Regions from separate parts of the Ovis aries genome. Here region 2 is linked to region 1. Evidence: chromatin contacts called from public Hi-C data. All regions are on one chromosome and are shown on one strand. Each heading gives the region's core, a stretch centred on a gene start, on an enhancer-like site or on the middle of the called end of the contact. The rest is flanking DNA. Distances are from core to core; before and after follow the strand shown.

What was found. Hi-C and Micro-C count contacts between places; a contact is called where the count stands out from the background.
Region 2: a contact with region 1 is called in a Hi-C map of hypothalamus, with 3 times the contacts expected there. The contact joins two enhancer-like sites. A contact is called at or near these places in 12 of 16 Hi-C or Micro-C datasets (blood, hypothalamus, liver and 6 more).

The regions. Positions count from the first base shown.
Region 1 is chr3:19,203,788-19,210,614 of ARS-UI_Ramb_v3.0, forward strand. GRHL1 (grainyhead like transcription factor 1) reads left to right here. Exons shown (of 16, transcript XM_027966513.2): 13 at 2,448-2,539; 14 at 2,876-2,961. Among named protein-coding and RNA genes, the nearest start is that of KLF11, 38 kb to the right of the region's middle. Within about 2 kb of position 4,969, at least 9 of the 54 cell types and tissues checked have an H3K27ac peak or open chromatin away from gene starts, as enhancers often do. A contact at or near this core is called in hypothalamus, where this site is marked.
Region 2 is chr3:19,285,267-19,292,562 of ARS-UI_Ramb_v3.0, forward strand. No RefSeq gene overlaps it. Among named protein-coding and RNA genes, the nearest start is that of CYS1, 9.9 kb to the left of the region's middle. Within about 2 kb of position 3,800, at least 22 of the 54 cell types and tissues checked have an H3K27ac peak or open chromatin away from gene starts, as enhancers often do. A contact at or near this core is called in hypothalamus, where this site is marked.

The DNA of each region.
Region 1 (6,827 bases), core at 3,719-6,218:
AAAGCATCAATTCTTCGGCACTCAGCTCTCCTTATAGTCCAACTCTCATATTCATACATGACTACTGGAAAAACCATAGCTTTAACTAGACAGACCTTTATAGGCAAAGTGATGTCTCTGCCTTTTAATACTCTGTCTAGGTTTGTATGTTTCCACAAATGAGGATGTTCCCCTGCATAACACAGTCAGAATGTTGACATCAAGGCCTTAGCACGGTACCAGCCAGTCCAGGCTTTGCTAATTGTTCCAAAACTATCCTTTATGGCGAAAAAGAGTCCCTTTCAGACTCACACAGAGTCTTTCGTTGTCCTGGCTCCTGAATCTCCTTCCATCGGGAATAGCCTTCACCTCTCCTTGGCTTTCCTGAGCTACTGCTTCTGCAGGTCACACTCCCGCCGTTTTGTAGGCTGTCCCTCTGTCTGGGTCTGTCTGTGGTTTCCTCTCAGGGTAGATGATGCATCTGGGCAGGACTGGCACAGACGAGGCCCTGCTCTCAGCGTGTCCTGTCGGGGACACGTGTTTTCAGGGCACTCCTGCTGGCGATGTTCGCTCTGGTCACTTGATTCAGACAGGCGCTGCCAGGCTTCTCTGCTGTATAGTGAAACTCTTTCTCCTCTTGTAGGTGTTTTGAGGGGAGGTGCTTTGTAAACATCTCACTCCTTGTCAAGCTTTTAATTTCTCATTTGCATTACATCAGCATGGGCTTGTGGTTCCCCATTGTATTCAATACGCTGTGATTCGGTCATCGTCGTTTACTCTGCTCACGTGGTCCCAGGGCCAGCAGGGTCCCTCTCGCTTGCTCCTGGATCACTCCGGCTCGACCCTCCTGCCCTCACTGCTCTAGCACTTCCTCACCTTCAGGCATGGCGTCTACCAGGCACTTGTTTTTCTGCCCTACTCTGGCCCAGAAATCAGCCTCTGCTCTAAGAAACCCAGGTTCCTTGTGGAGATCGAGCTTTGGAATACTGGAGGAGCTTCACAGCCGGTTGCTGTGATGGTGTCTATGCCCCCTGCTCCCAGGGGCACCCTTCTCAGCCTCGCCAGCAGTGCTTCCGCCCAGCGCTCCACCTGCCCAGCGCTCCACCAGGCGAGGGTCTGGTCACCTTCTGTGAGCCATCCCAGCTCCCCACACCCACCCAAATGGCCCACAGGCCTCGCGGAAGACAGGCTGTCCGCAGCCTCTCTAACTTGTGTTCTCAGACCTGAATCCTGCAAGTACTTTCATTGGAGAGCTCTTCTGTGCTGGAAGCTGAGACACAGCATTTTAAGCTCCAGCTGCTATTCTTAAAGTGATGGTTCTGCTCAGCAGCTCGCACTTACTTCATTTTCAGTTTTTTTTTTTTTTTTTACTATTTTCTTGCTTACTCACTAAGCCTCACAACAGTGAGCTCACTGTGACTTGTGCCTTTGATAGCCAGTCCCACCGGTCTCTTCACTTCTCTTTTCATGAAAGTCGCTCAGTCGTGTCCAGCTCTTTGCGACTCCATGGACTGGGGTTCATGCAATTCTCCAAACCAGAATACTGGAATGGGTGGCCTTTCCCTTCTCCAGGAGATCGTCCCAACCTAGGAATCGAACCCAGGTCTCCCACATTGCGGGTGGATTCTTTACCAGCTGAGCCACCAGGGAAGCCCAAGAATACTGGAGTGGGTAGCCTATCCCTGCTCCAGGGGATCTTCCTAACCCAGGAATCGAACCGGGGTCTCCTGTATCGCAGGCGGATTCTTTACCAACTGAGCTATCAGGGAAGCCCTTCTTTCTTCATATGCACCTGGAAATGTTTCCCCTCCTTTTGTATTTCCACCAACACTGCCATATTTTGGGGGGTTTGATGCTGTGATTGTCTCCAGAGTCGTCCCATTCATCTTCTGCTCGTAGATCCTGGTGTCCGCTCCAGTCTCTGCCACACCCCGATTGTAGCCTTCTTGACTCTCAGAATGACCCCCTGATCACTGCAACATAAAAGTCTAAACTTCCTGAGAGCTGAGTGATCGAGGTTTTCTGGATTAGATTCATCTTCCTCCGGGACTTTCTGTCTCAGCCAGCCAGGCTGAGTGTTTTCCCGCTCACACATCCTCCCTCTTTTGACGCGCTCTCTCCTCTGTTACCACCTTCACGCGCATCTCACATCCCACCTCCTTCATAAGTTTTTTTTTTCCTGAAGAGAAACCCCATTCCCAAGAGGGCAGCTGGAGCTGTGTGAGAGCAACAGGGGTGTCCAGCAGGCTCCTGAGTGTGGTCCCCCTCTGCTATTTGGTCGCACGAGCCCGGGTCAGTCAGCTTCTTCCCTTGAGCCCCAGATTTTCATCCACAAAATAAAGGCTGGCCATTTTAAAATGAAGGACATTTTAAAATGTAAAATCCAGTGATAACACCCGGAAACTCCTTTTGTTTCTGCAAGTGATTGAAAGTGAAGTCACTAATTGCACACCTTGGATCGTCTGCAGGTCCAGCTTGAAGAGGGGTCCATACAGCTCGGAAGACGACTTTGTGATCCCGCCTCCTGCTAAGCTGACCCGGGTAGAAGAACCAAAGAGAGGTGTGTTGGTTTACGGTTCGTAGTGGGATTTTCCAGTGGGAAGTGAGCTCTGAATCCAGCCAAAGCATGAATTCCTCAAGCAGACCTCATCAGTGTTGACTTCCCTTGAGTGTTCCTCCATCAGAGCAGCTCCTCCTGGCTTGAGCCGGGACTTCCAGCAGAGTTAAAAAGAAGCTGAAAGCTGTGTTCCTTGAGACAGATTTTATATTGGTTCATGTTTGCCGTCCTTAATGTGGACGTCTCTTTTTATTTTTCTCAATACCTGCAATCCGTTTTCTTGTTTTGCTCCTATCAATGAATTACACTTTTCCCTCCTTCTTCCCCACTGGGGATCAGTGCTGCTCTACGTGCGGAAGGAGTCAGAAGAAGTCTTCGATGCCCTGATGCTCAAGACTCCATCCTTGAAAGGCCTGATGGAAGCTGTAAGTAGTAGGAGCTTCATAATCCTCTTACTTGCACAGAATTCGATCAGAACAAATTTTACCAGCCCGTCCAGGTTCCTCGGTGGTGCTAAAGCCTTTCCTGAGTCCCAGCACCTTGTCTGTGGCCGAGGCACGTGCCACGTTTCACCCCGACCCCCACACCCCCAGCTTAGTCTTCAGCAGTTGCAAGGTTGTACCTACCTCACACCACTGTGCCCAGCACACCCATTGGTAGATAGTAATCACCCACCAGCGTCTAGTCCACTGAACTGAGTGGATTTGTAATGACCCTTGGAATGGTTTAACTTTCCTGTGCTTGGTTAAAGAGAGACTGCCACTTAACAGACTACTTAGAAGCCAACAAAAGATTATTTCTATCAAAATCTTGAAAACTTCCACACATAAAACAGTGGCTCCTTCACCGGCCTTTGGAACTCCTGATCTTGGGAAATGACTGAATTTGTGTCCAGACATTACCCGAAGCCTATTTGTGAAAAGGCAGAGTTGTGACCAGAGGTGACCACAGCCAGGTGATTTAAAGTGAAGTCACGAGTTGCACACTTCTGATCACCTGCATGGCCAGCTTGAGAAGGGGCCCATACAACTTCCATGGCTCGGAGATCCTTCGGCCGCAGCATCTCAGCAAATGGCCCAAGAGCACACTGACCCCAGCCTGCCCTTGGGGACATCATAGAGGCACGAGAAGGGTGCCAGGCTGATCCCTGTTTTGGCTTTGCCCCAGAGTGAAATTCAAGGGGTCAGCACTGTGTCTCGATATGTATCCACCTCGGGCCCCTGTAAATCACCGGAATCTTTGAGCTCAAAGTGAGTCCATAACTCGGCTGGAAGCAGGTTTCCCCTGACTACTGCCAAATGTTGAATTCATTTAACAAACGTTTGTGAAGGGCCTACTTTGTGCCAGGCACTGTTCCTGGCACTGGAGATATAGGAGTACATGACCCAGTGCTGAATGGAGTTTACATTCTGGTTAGGAAGATGGCTACAGTGAAATCGGCAGAGGCCACTGTGTAATTTTCCAGGTAGCACTGATGGATGCGGGGAGACTTACCAGTAACCTCAAATATGCAGATGACAACACCCTTATGGCCGAAAGCGAAGAACTAAAGAGACTCTTGATGAAAGTGAAAGAGGAGAGTGAAAAAGTTGGCTTAAAGCTCAGCATTCAGAAAACGAAGATCATGGCATCTGGTCCCATCACTTCAGGGCAAATAGATGGGGAAACAGTGGAAACAAAAGAGACTTTATTTTTTGAGGCTCCAAAATCACTGCAGATAGTGACTGCAGCCATGAAATTAAAAGACGCTTACTCCTTGGAAGAAAAGTTATGACCAACCTACACAGCATATTAAAAAGCAGAGACATTACTTTGCCAACAAAGGTCCGTCTAGTCAAGGCTATGGTTTTTCCAGTGGTCATGTATGGATGTGAGAGTTGGACTATAAAGAAAGCTGAGCAGCAAAGAATTGATGCTTTTGAACTGTGGTGTTGGAGAAGACTCTTGAGAGTCCCTTGGACTGCAAGGAGACCTAACCAGTCCATCCTAAAGGAAATCAGTCCTGAATATTCATTGGAAGGACTGATGCTGAAGCTGAAACTCCAGTACTTTGACCACCTGATGCAAAGAACAGACTCATTTGAAAAGACCCTGAAGCTGGGAAAGATTGCAGGAGAAGGGGACGACAGAGGATGAGATGGTTGGGTGGCATCACCGACTAGTCGGGCATGAGTTTGAGTAAGTTTCAGGAGTTGGTGATGGACAGGGAAGCCTGGTGTGCTGCAGACCATGGGGGTCGCAAAGAGTCAGACACGACTGAGCGACTGGACTGAACTGAACTGAACTGATGGATGCTGCGGGGAGAACTGAGGCAGTGCAGGGGGTGGCAGCCAGGGGGCGCTGTCTCTCGGTCTCTAGGAAGCGGATGTCACCGCAGCTCCTCCCCTGCACCTCAGCCAGCGGCGCCCAGCGCCACCTGGCGCCCTCTGCTCTGGGTCATTCGGCTTCCTGTGACTTCTCCCGGTTCGTGGTTCCTCCGCTTCCTTGTCTCCTGATAGCCCCTCCTCACCTCTTGATGAAGGAGAGAGAGGAGAGCGTGGAAAAGACTGGGACTCGCTGTGCAAATATAATTCATTCACAGCACTTAAGGAATTCATCCCAGCCTCCCATCTCCTGGGCTGGGGGTTTCATAAACACAGTGATAGTCCAGTGGCACAGAAAAGAGGTGAACGTGTATGATGCAGCTTGGATGTGGTTCGATGTGCACGATGTATCTTTGTTAGATTGAAAATGATCTGCAGGCCGGTCTTCTGAAGCCCCAGTCTCAGGGCCGCCCAGAGCCGTGCTCTTCAGATCAAGAGTGGGCAGGGCGGTGACCCCTGGGTGGGAGCGGTCTGGATACCTCCTCAGGTACAGTGTCTGACCTAGATTGAATCAGCCCCTGGTCCTTGGAGTAGCTGTCCCCTCCCTGTGCAGACAGCTCCACGCCCAAGAGGAAACCTCCAGAGCTCACTGCACTGTGTGGACCCCGCACCCCTGGTCGAGAGGGAAGGTGGGCCAGGACTGGGGCCCTCGGCCACGCCTTAGCCAGAGCCCACTGCCCTCCGGAGAGGCTCCACCCCTAGCGAGGCGCTGGCCTGGCTGTGGCCAGGGCCCTTGGATGTTCCTTCTGAGCTGGGGAATCAAAACAGTTCCTTCCTTCTGGTGAGTCTGTATCTGAAATGAACTCCTGCTTTGGGTTGGACACGCCTTAATCCCACGATAGTCATGGGGTATGTGAGGTGAGGGTCTCTCTTTCCTGTTGAGAGGAGGCCAAGGTTTAGAACAGTCACCTGCCAGTGGAAACTGAGTCAGAACTGGCACTGTTTAGGCGTGTCTCACTCCAGAGTGAGGCCTTTGTGCACTGAGTAGAGTGCCTAGACAGGATGCTTGTCAACGCTCATGGAGCCTGCAGCTCAGAGAGGGGCCCACGTGGATGTCAGCATGCTCGGAGCTCACAGCTCAGAGAGGGGCCCACGTGGACGTCAGCATGCTCGGAGCTCACAGCTCAGAGAGGGGCCCACGTGGACGTCAGCATGCTCGGAGCTCACAGCTCAGAGAAGGGCCCACGTGGACGTCAGCATGCTTGGAGCTCACAGCTCAGAGAGGGGCCCACGTGGATGTTAACATGCATGGAGCCTGCAGTTCGGAGAGGGGCCCACGTGGATGTCAACATACATGGAGCACTCAGCTCAGAGAGGGGCCCACGTGGATGCCAACATGCATGGAGCCTGCAGTTCGGAGAGGGGCCCACGTGGATGCCAACCTGCATGGAGCGCTCAGCTCAGAGAGGGGCCCACGTGGATGCCAACCTGCATGGAGCGCTCAGCTCAGGGGCCCACGTGGACGTCAGCATGCATGGAGCCTGCAGTTCGGAGAGGGGCCCATGTGGATGTCAACATGCATGGAGCACTCAGCTCAGAGAGGGGCCCACGTGGATGCCAACATGCATGGAGCCTGCAGTTCGGAGAGGGGCCCACGTGGATGCCAACCTGCATGGAGCGCTCAGCTCAGAGAGGGGCCCACGTGGATGCCAACCTGCATGGAGCGCTCAGCTCAGAGAGGTGGACCGAGGACTTTAGTTTTCTTGTTGCAGCAGTGTTCGCTCATCAGGCAGGACAAGTACAGCACACGGATTTTGGGTGGAAAGAATAGGTCTGTACTTTCTCTGTAAACATAACACTGCTCTGTAAGGTATTAATTTCAAAACACCATGGCCATATAATAGAGTTGTGACATCTATGACTTTGGGAAGCAGCAGACCCCTGATTCCAGCTCTCTCCAGAGGCGGGTAGCCCCTCCTCCCCAGGAT
Region 2 (7,296 bases), core at 2,550-5,049, 80 kb after region 1:
GAAAAAAAGTGAGTGTGTCATTTATGGACTAGAGCAGTCAATTCTGCTGAAATAGCCCCTCAAATTCTCTTTCCACCATGGAGACGGACCATGTTCAAGCTGGTGGCAGCTCTGTCAGTCAGTGTTCTGGAGCATCCCACTAAAGAACTCATCTTGAGGTCTAAGAATTAAATCTTGGCTGTCCCAAGCCAATTCCACTGGGGCTGTTTCTTCCTGTGACATTATCCAGGCTACTGACAATGATACTCTAAAGTAAATACATTGACACTTGGGGCTTCCATGGTGATCCAGTGGCTAAGACTCTGAGCTCCCAATGCTGAGGGCAGGGGCTTCATTCCCTGATAAGGGACCTAGATCTCACATGCCCCAACTTATGGATCCTGCTGCTGCTGCTGCTAAGTCACTTCAGTCGTGTCTGACTCTGCAACAAAGACTGAAGATCCCATGTGCCACAACTAAGACCCAGTGCAGCCAAAAAATAAATATATAATTTTAAAATTAAAAAAAAAATCCCCCCAAATATGAAAGATATTGACGCTCAATTCTGTGAATGAGGCAGGGTCCTAGAGAGTAAAAAAAGTCAGGTTTGTAGTTGTCACGGACCACTATTTCCCTGGGGACTTAAAACATGACTATGTTTAATAGTCAAGTTAATCTTAAACATATATATATATGATATAATATATATCATATATATATTTAGTAAAAGTTACTTTAATGGTAGTTGTGATGGTTAATCTTATGTGCCAACTTGACAGATCTAAGGGATGCCCAGATAGCTGGCAAAACATTATTTCTGGTTGCGCCTGGGAGGGTGTCTCAAGAAGAGTCAGTGGACTCAATATAGCCGAGGCCTTCAATGCAGTTGAGGGCCCACAGGGAACAGAAAGTGGGGGAAGGGAAGATTCTCGCTCTCTGCCTGAGCTGGGGCATTGTCTTCTCCTGCCTGTGGACACCAGCCGTCCTCATCCTCAGGCCTTCAGAGCCAGACTCACTGACATCACTGACTTTTCTGGGTCTCCAGTTTGCAGATGGCAGGTTGTGGGGCTTCTTGTCCTCTATAGCCCTGTGAGCCAATTCCTGTGCTGTGTCCTCTTGGATGCATCTCTTTATGTATTCTTTCCGGCTTCCCAGGTGGCTCAGTGGTAAAGAACCTGCCTGGCAATGCAGGAGGTGCAGGAGACATGGGTTCAATCTCTGGGTGGGAAGATCCCTGGAAGAGAAAATGGCAACCCACTCCAGCATTCTTGCCTGAAAAATTCCATGGACAGAGAAGCCTGGCGGACTACAGTCCATGGGGCCTCAGAGAGTGGGACGCCACTGAGCACAAGAATCCTGGTGGTTCTGTTACTCTGAGAGGCCTGACTAATACAGCAAGTCACATAAAATCTCTGAGTAATAAAAGAGGCAGATTTCCTTTCCTACATTTTTCCCCTCACTTTTTAACATAGCTTTTTATTAACTAGTGTTTTAAACTACAAAGCATGCATGCTCATGGCAGAGGGAAAAAAGCACAATGAGTGCAGAAAGATAAATGTATAAATAAAGCATGCGCTATACCACAGGCCATCCAGGTCCTTCAAGGTAATCACTGTTAACAGTTTATTGTGTTGGCAACCCACTCCAGTATTCTTGCCTGGAGAATTTTATGGGCAGAGGAGCCTGGCAGGCTACATACAGTCCATGGGGTCACAAAGAGTTGGACACGATTGAAGTGACTTAGCATGCATGCACACGTATCTTTTTAGTGATTCCTTTCCTGCATTCCTCCCTGAGGAGGGCATGGCAATCCACTCCAGTATTGCCTAGAAAATTCCAAGGACAGAGGAGCCTGGCGGGTTACTGTCGACGGGGTCACAAAGAGTCAGATACAACTGAGCGACTAACGCTTCAAGGTTTACTTCAAAGACCATTTGGCAAAAAAAAAAAAAAAAAAAAAGGAGTTCCCTGATGGGCCAGTGGTTAGGACTGTTTTCACTGCAGAGGGCACAGGTTCAAGACTTGTAGATCATTTGTCTTATGAAGCCTGAAATATGTCCATCTGGCCCTTTACACAAACTGCATGGAGCCCTGGTTTAGTTGAAAGCGCTCTGAGTTTCGTCCCAGATGACAGGGTTTATTCATGAAAGAAAAGGAAGTTAATATTAACCACCTACAGTTTTTAGTAACTTATTTCTGCCTTCATACCTAACTCAGCGTGCTCACTTGGGGCCCCAGGTGAGATTGCTGAGTTATGAAACCCAAGGGAAAAGGTTCTTGTAGACAAATAAGCCCTTTTAATATTTAAATTTCTTCTTGTGTGTGAACCAGAAATGAGATCTCAAAGTCAGATCTCTTTTTCTACTTCTAGATTTTATTTTTTCTCTACAGATAAAATGTTATCAGCATTTTCCTTCCTGTCCTTTCTCTTATTTAGATACAAATAAAAAGTCTTTCTGCGTTTCTGCAAGTATCAACCCTAGGAATATATTGAGTTATTTTTAATCTACCCAAGAATACTTATCCAAATATGTTTTGATTATTTAAACTGAAAGCAAACACCAAAATGAAATCACCAGAAAAGAAACTCAGTCTGTTTGAAAAAGTATATATCTCACAGAAATGCAGTTTGACTCAACTCTATAAGCACTTGTAAAGCTTTTACCATGCGATAAACTTGGGGAATATATAAATAAATGATTCATAGTTCCTGGCTTCAGGAACTCAGAGACCAGTGAGGGAGACAGCTGTGTTCAAAAATTAAAATAAAAAGAGAAATGTGACATAACAGGTATAAATACTGAGGAAAGACAAGAGGTCAATAAAGCATCCTGGAGAAGACACTAGAGCTGGGTGTTAATAGGAGGAGAGTTTCCAAATTGCAGATGAGAAAGGATCAAGATGTGGAAGGACATATGGATGCTCCCTATGCTGGGGGGTGGGGGGGGGATGGAGGGAAATGAGAGTTGGTGCCCTCTGGTCCAGTGCCCTCCTGGTCCTTAGCTTACTGCTATAGTGGGGAAGGCAGCACCCTGACTTTTTAATAATCATCCTGCATTTGGTACAAAATGAAATCCTAAATTAACGATGGCTTCTCCAGCCCCAGACCGTCACACCCTCCCAGGACAGACAGATGTCATTCTGCCACTCGGAGCACGTGGTCCTTCACGTGTGGCAAGGAGGAGCACACAGCAAAGGCTGGGGCGTGGGGTCAGCCCTGAGGGAGCCTCGGGGAGGGCATGCTCAGAACAGGGTCCTGAAGAAGGAAAAGTGGCTCCTGCGGGGTCCCCAGGCAAAGATTTCAGAGCTCTTGTTTACTGAGAACTAAGATGCCCTGGGCACTCTGTGAGGTTCGGATGGTTTGACCTTTGGGAGCATCACAGGGTAGATTTTGTGGTCTTCCATTTGATGGATGGGGCACTGAGGCTCAGAGAGCCCAAGACACTTGCCCACAGTCACACAGTTACTCAGTGCTGGAGCCTCCGGTGGTCTTGCTACAAATCCCTACTGGCCCCTGACACCTGTCCTAACATTGAGCCCAGGTACCCGGGCCCTGGCTGTCCCTCCATTACCAACGAGCCACCCTAACTAGCAGAGCTGCAGACAGTGACACAAGGGGCTTTGGCGACAGTTTTAACACATGCGCTCCTGTCCTCTGAGGAACCTCTTTCCTAGACCAGGGAGTATCAGCATCTTCCAGACCCCGGGGAGATCCCAGTCCATCTTTCAGTTTCAATCTGGCAGTCTCATACCCTCTCCAGCACTGCCCCACCCCCAGAAGAGCTTCATCTGACTGTGCCTGGAGCCGCCACGACCACCGCCGTGACATCATGCCTCTCTAGGTCCAAGCAAGAGCTGAACACCAGCTGCTCTGAAAGCAAACTTTGGTTGCCACGGTAACTGGGCCATCAGCCTCTTCCTGACTTCAACAGTGCCAGCAACACCACTGTGTCTCAGCTCCAAAAGGCGCCCGCAGCAGCTCACTGTCTGGCTGGGCACAGCGGGGGCAGAACTCCCGTGGTCGGGGTGAGATGAGGTGAGGGGAGTGAGGAGGGTGGGGGCTGAGGAGGAGGTGCAGAAGGGCCTCTCCTTACTGGCTGCCATGTTCTTCAGCCCCAGGGAAAATTTCAGAGGCAGTGCTTTGATCCTGACCGAGGGGCCCTCCCTTTCCTTAACCATCTGTGTTTTGTTGGGGAAACACAAGGGGTGGGGGGATGTTTCTCTGCCTCAGACCCAGCTCTGTGGATCGGAAGTGGCCTTGGTGACCAGGGGGTTTGGTGGTCCTCGGGTGTGAGGTGGGGACCAGGGTGGTAGCCTGGGGCAGGGAGACAGCAAGCTTGGGTTGCTCCTCTCTTGGCGTGGGGGGAGGGGGGGTGGCTCCCTGGGTGGTTGACCAGAGCTCCACCCTGGCCCCAGACTCCTGCCCAGACCTGGGGCCCAAGGAGAAAGGACAGAGGTGCCAGGCAACTGCCAAGGAGACAGAGAAACCATCTCGAGCTGAAGGAGAGTAAGGGGACGTGACGGAAAGCTTAGGGAGGGACCCTGTACCATCAAAGTGGCAGTACAGTAGGGCACAGCGAACTCTGCTCAGTGTTACATGGCAGCCTAGCGGGAAGGGGAGTGTGAGGGAGAAGGGATACCTGTGTCAGGCAGTTAGAATAGGAAGGAGTCCAAAATAGCGGTGGCTAAAAGACAAAGAGGGAGAAGCCCAAAAAAATAGAAAAAGGAAGGTCCGAGGACCCGAGTGAGAACCTCAGGTGAAACATACAGCCCTCCTGGCTAGCCCAGTTTACATAGGGCAGGCTCAGGGGAAGGAGGAAAAACAGATAAAAAGAGGAACCAAAATTGAACTGCTCTCTTCTTTTGGGTCGGCCTGCCCTCACGCCTCGAGGATGTTTTCCTTTGCTTGCCAAATAAAACTGAGCTGTAACCGAGCTGTAACACTGGTCTGCCGCTTCCAACGTTTGCTGTGGTGAGACAGAACCAAGGAAATTACACACTCCCCTGACACACGTGTATGTATGGCTGAGTCCTTTTTCTGTCCACCTGAAACTGTTACAATATTGTTAATTGGCTATCCTCCTATATTAAGTAAAAAGTTAAAAAAAAAAGGCAGTAGGGGGAAAACTCTGGAAATCTGTGTAAAGTCTGCCGTGTACTTAGTAATGTTACACCTAAGTTGATGTCTTATTTTTCAACTTTTCTGTGGTTATGCCACATGTTAACAGTAGGGGGAGCTGGCTGCCGTATAGAAACTGTACAATTCATATCTTCTATAAGTCTGACATTATTTTAAAATAAAAAGTTTCTAAAATTGTGTATATTTCTTCACGGAAATAAAAGGAGGTGCTGGCTTCAGTATCTTGGCACACTGTAAAATAATTCTGTCACACTGCCTGTTGGCCCCTCTAATTCTGGCACAGTCATGCCATCCAGACCACTGGGCAAAGGTCTAAAGAGACCATGGACAACAGGGATGAGAACTGGCCTCTTCTTTAAAAAAAGAAAAATACAGCTTTTGATTTTGTATTGGGGTATAGCCAGTTAAAAATGTTGTGACAGTTTCAGGTGAACAGTAAAGGGGCTCAGCCAAACATATACACGTGTCCATTCTCCCCCAAACTTTCCTCCTCATCTGGGCTGCCACATAACGTTGAGCAGGGTTCCCTGTGTTACACAGTAGGTCCTTCTTGGTTGTCCAGTTAAAATATAGCAGTGTGTACATGTCCATCCCAAACTCTCTAACTATCCCTCCCCTCTAGCAACCGTAAGTTCGGAGAACTGGCCTCTTCTTAGTGCTCCAGCATCATTCTAAATTCCCTATTAATTCCAGTTACTCAGTTACTTGGGGGTCCTCCTTGACTCCTCTTCTCTCACAACCCCCCTTTAAACTACCAGTAATTCCCTTAGTTCTGCCTTCTGACTCTATATCTAGAATCTGGCCCCTTCTTACCACCTCCATTGCCCTCTCTCACCTCTCTCCAGCCCCGCTGGACTCCTTGCTCATCCTCAGCCATGCCAAACACATGCACCTCAGGGCCTTTGCACTGATTGTGTCTGCCTCACCCTTCCAGAAAGCTGTACAGCTCATATCCATCCATACCCCCCGCAATGCCCCCTCCCATTTCATTATCACAAGGAAGCTTATTCTAAATTGAATCTCCCCTCCTACACTTCAGATCCTCTTTATTTGGCTCTATTTTCTTTCCAAAGCCCATTCTCCTCCTAACATACAATTTGATATACTTATTAATTATGTTGATAATTTGCTTCTGTTTTTCTCCTGCTAGAATACAAGCTCCCGGGGCCAGGATTTTTTCTGTGTTGTCCCTGGCGGTGACCCCAGCATCTAGAATAGGGGTTGGCCCTTGGTAACTATTTGCCGAGTCAGTGATTAGTGTGAGAGAAGTCACTCTTGCTCTCCAGGGACAAGCATGGGCAAACTGTTCACAGAACTGTTCTGTTGTAGGTGTTTGTTTCTCCAGAGCAGAAATATGTCACACGAACATGGTTCTGCCAAGCCCAACCCAGAAATGGGGTCTGTTCTCAAATGTCAGCTTTATGGAGCAGTGGCACCTTGGAAATGGAGACACTCAGGTGTGACTCTGACACCATCTCTGTAGCTTAATCTCATGGTGCCTCAGTCTCTCCATCCATCAAATGGGGATTAATAGTACTTGCCTCATGAAGCTGCTGTGAGAAGTGAATAAAATTAAATGTGGTCACGCATGTCAAGCCATCAGCACAAAACAGCGTCTAGCCCATAACAAGCACTCAAAGAATGGGAGCTCAGATGCATTTGTAAAAGGTGACCGTTTAAAATCCAAAATACATTTTCCCAGAGAATGAATAGAAAAAGCTAATTATTCCTTAGAGCTCATGAGAAGAGTTTGGTCATTGAACTGAGGATGTCTAATCAGCCCAAGGCTGATCACAGTTCTGTGAACATTCACTGGGGACATGCTGGTCAGTGCAGCCATGACAGGCAGTTCTTGCTTCTTAACCACTGCACAACTGGGTTCTGCCTGCTGGCTCCAGACTCATCTTATCAATAGGATCGGAAAGCAAAGTAGGGCAGAACTCAAAGAACCTTTAGCAATGCATGCGTGCGTGCTAAGTCACTTCAGTCATGTTCGACTTTTTGTGAACCCCGTGGACTGTAGCCCTCCAGGCTCCTCTGTCCACAGGACTCTCCAGGCAAGAATACTGGAGTGGGGTGCCATGCCCTCCTCCGGGGGATCTTCCCTACCCAGGGATCAAACCAGCGTTCCCTATGCCCCCTGCACTGGCAAGCAGGTTCTCTACCCCTAGCACCAC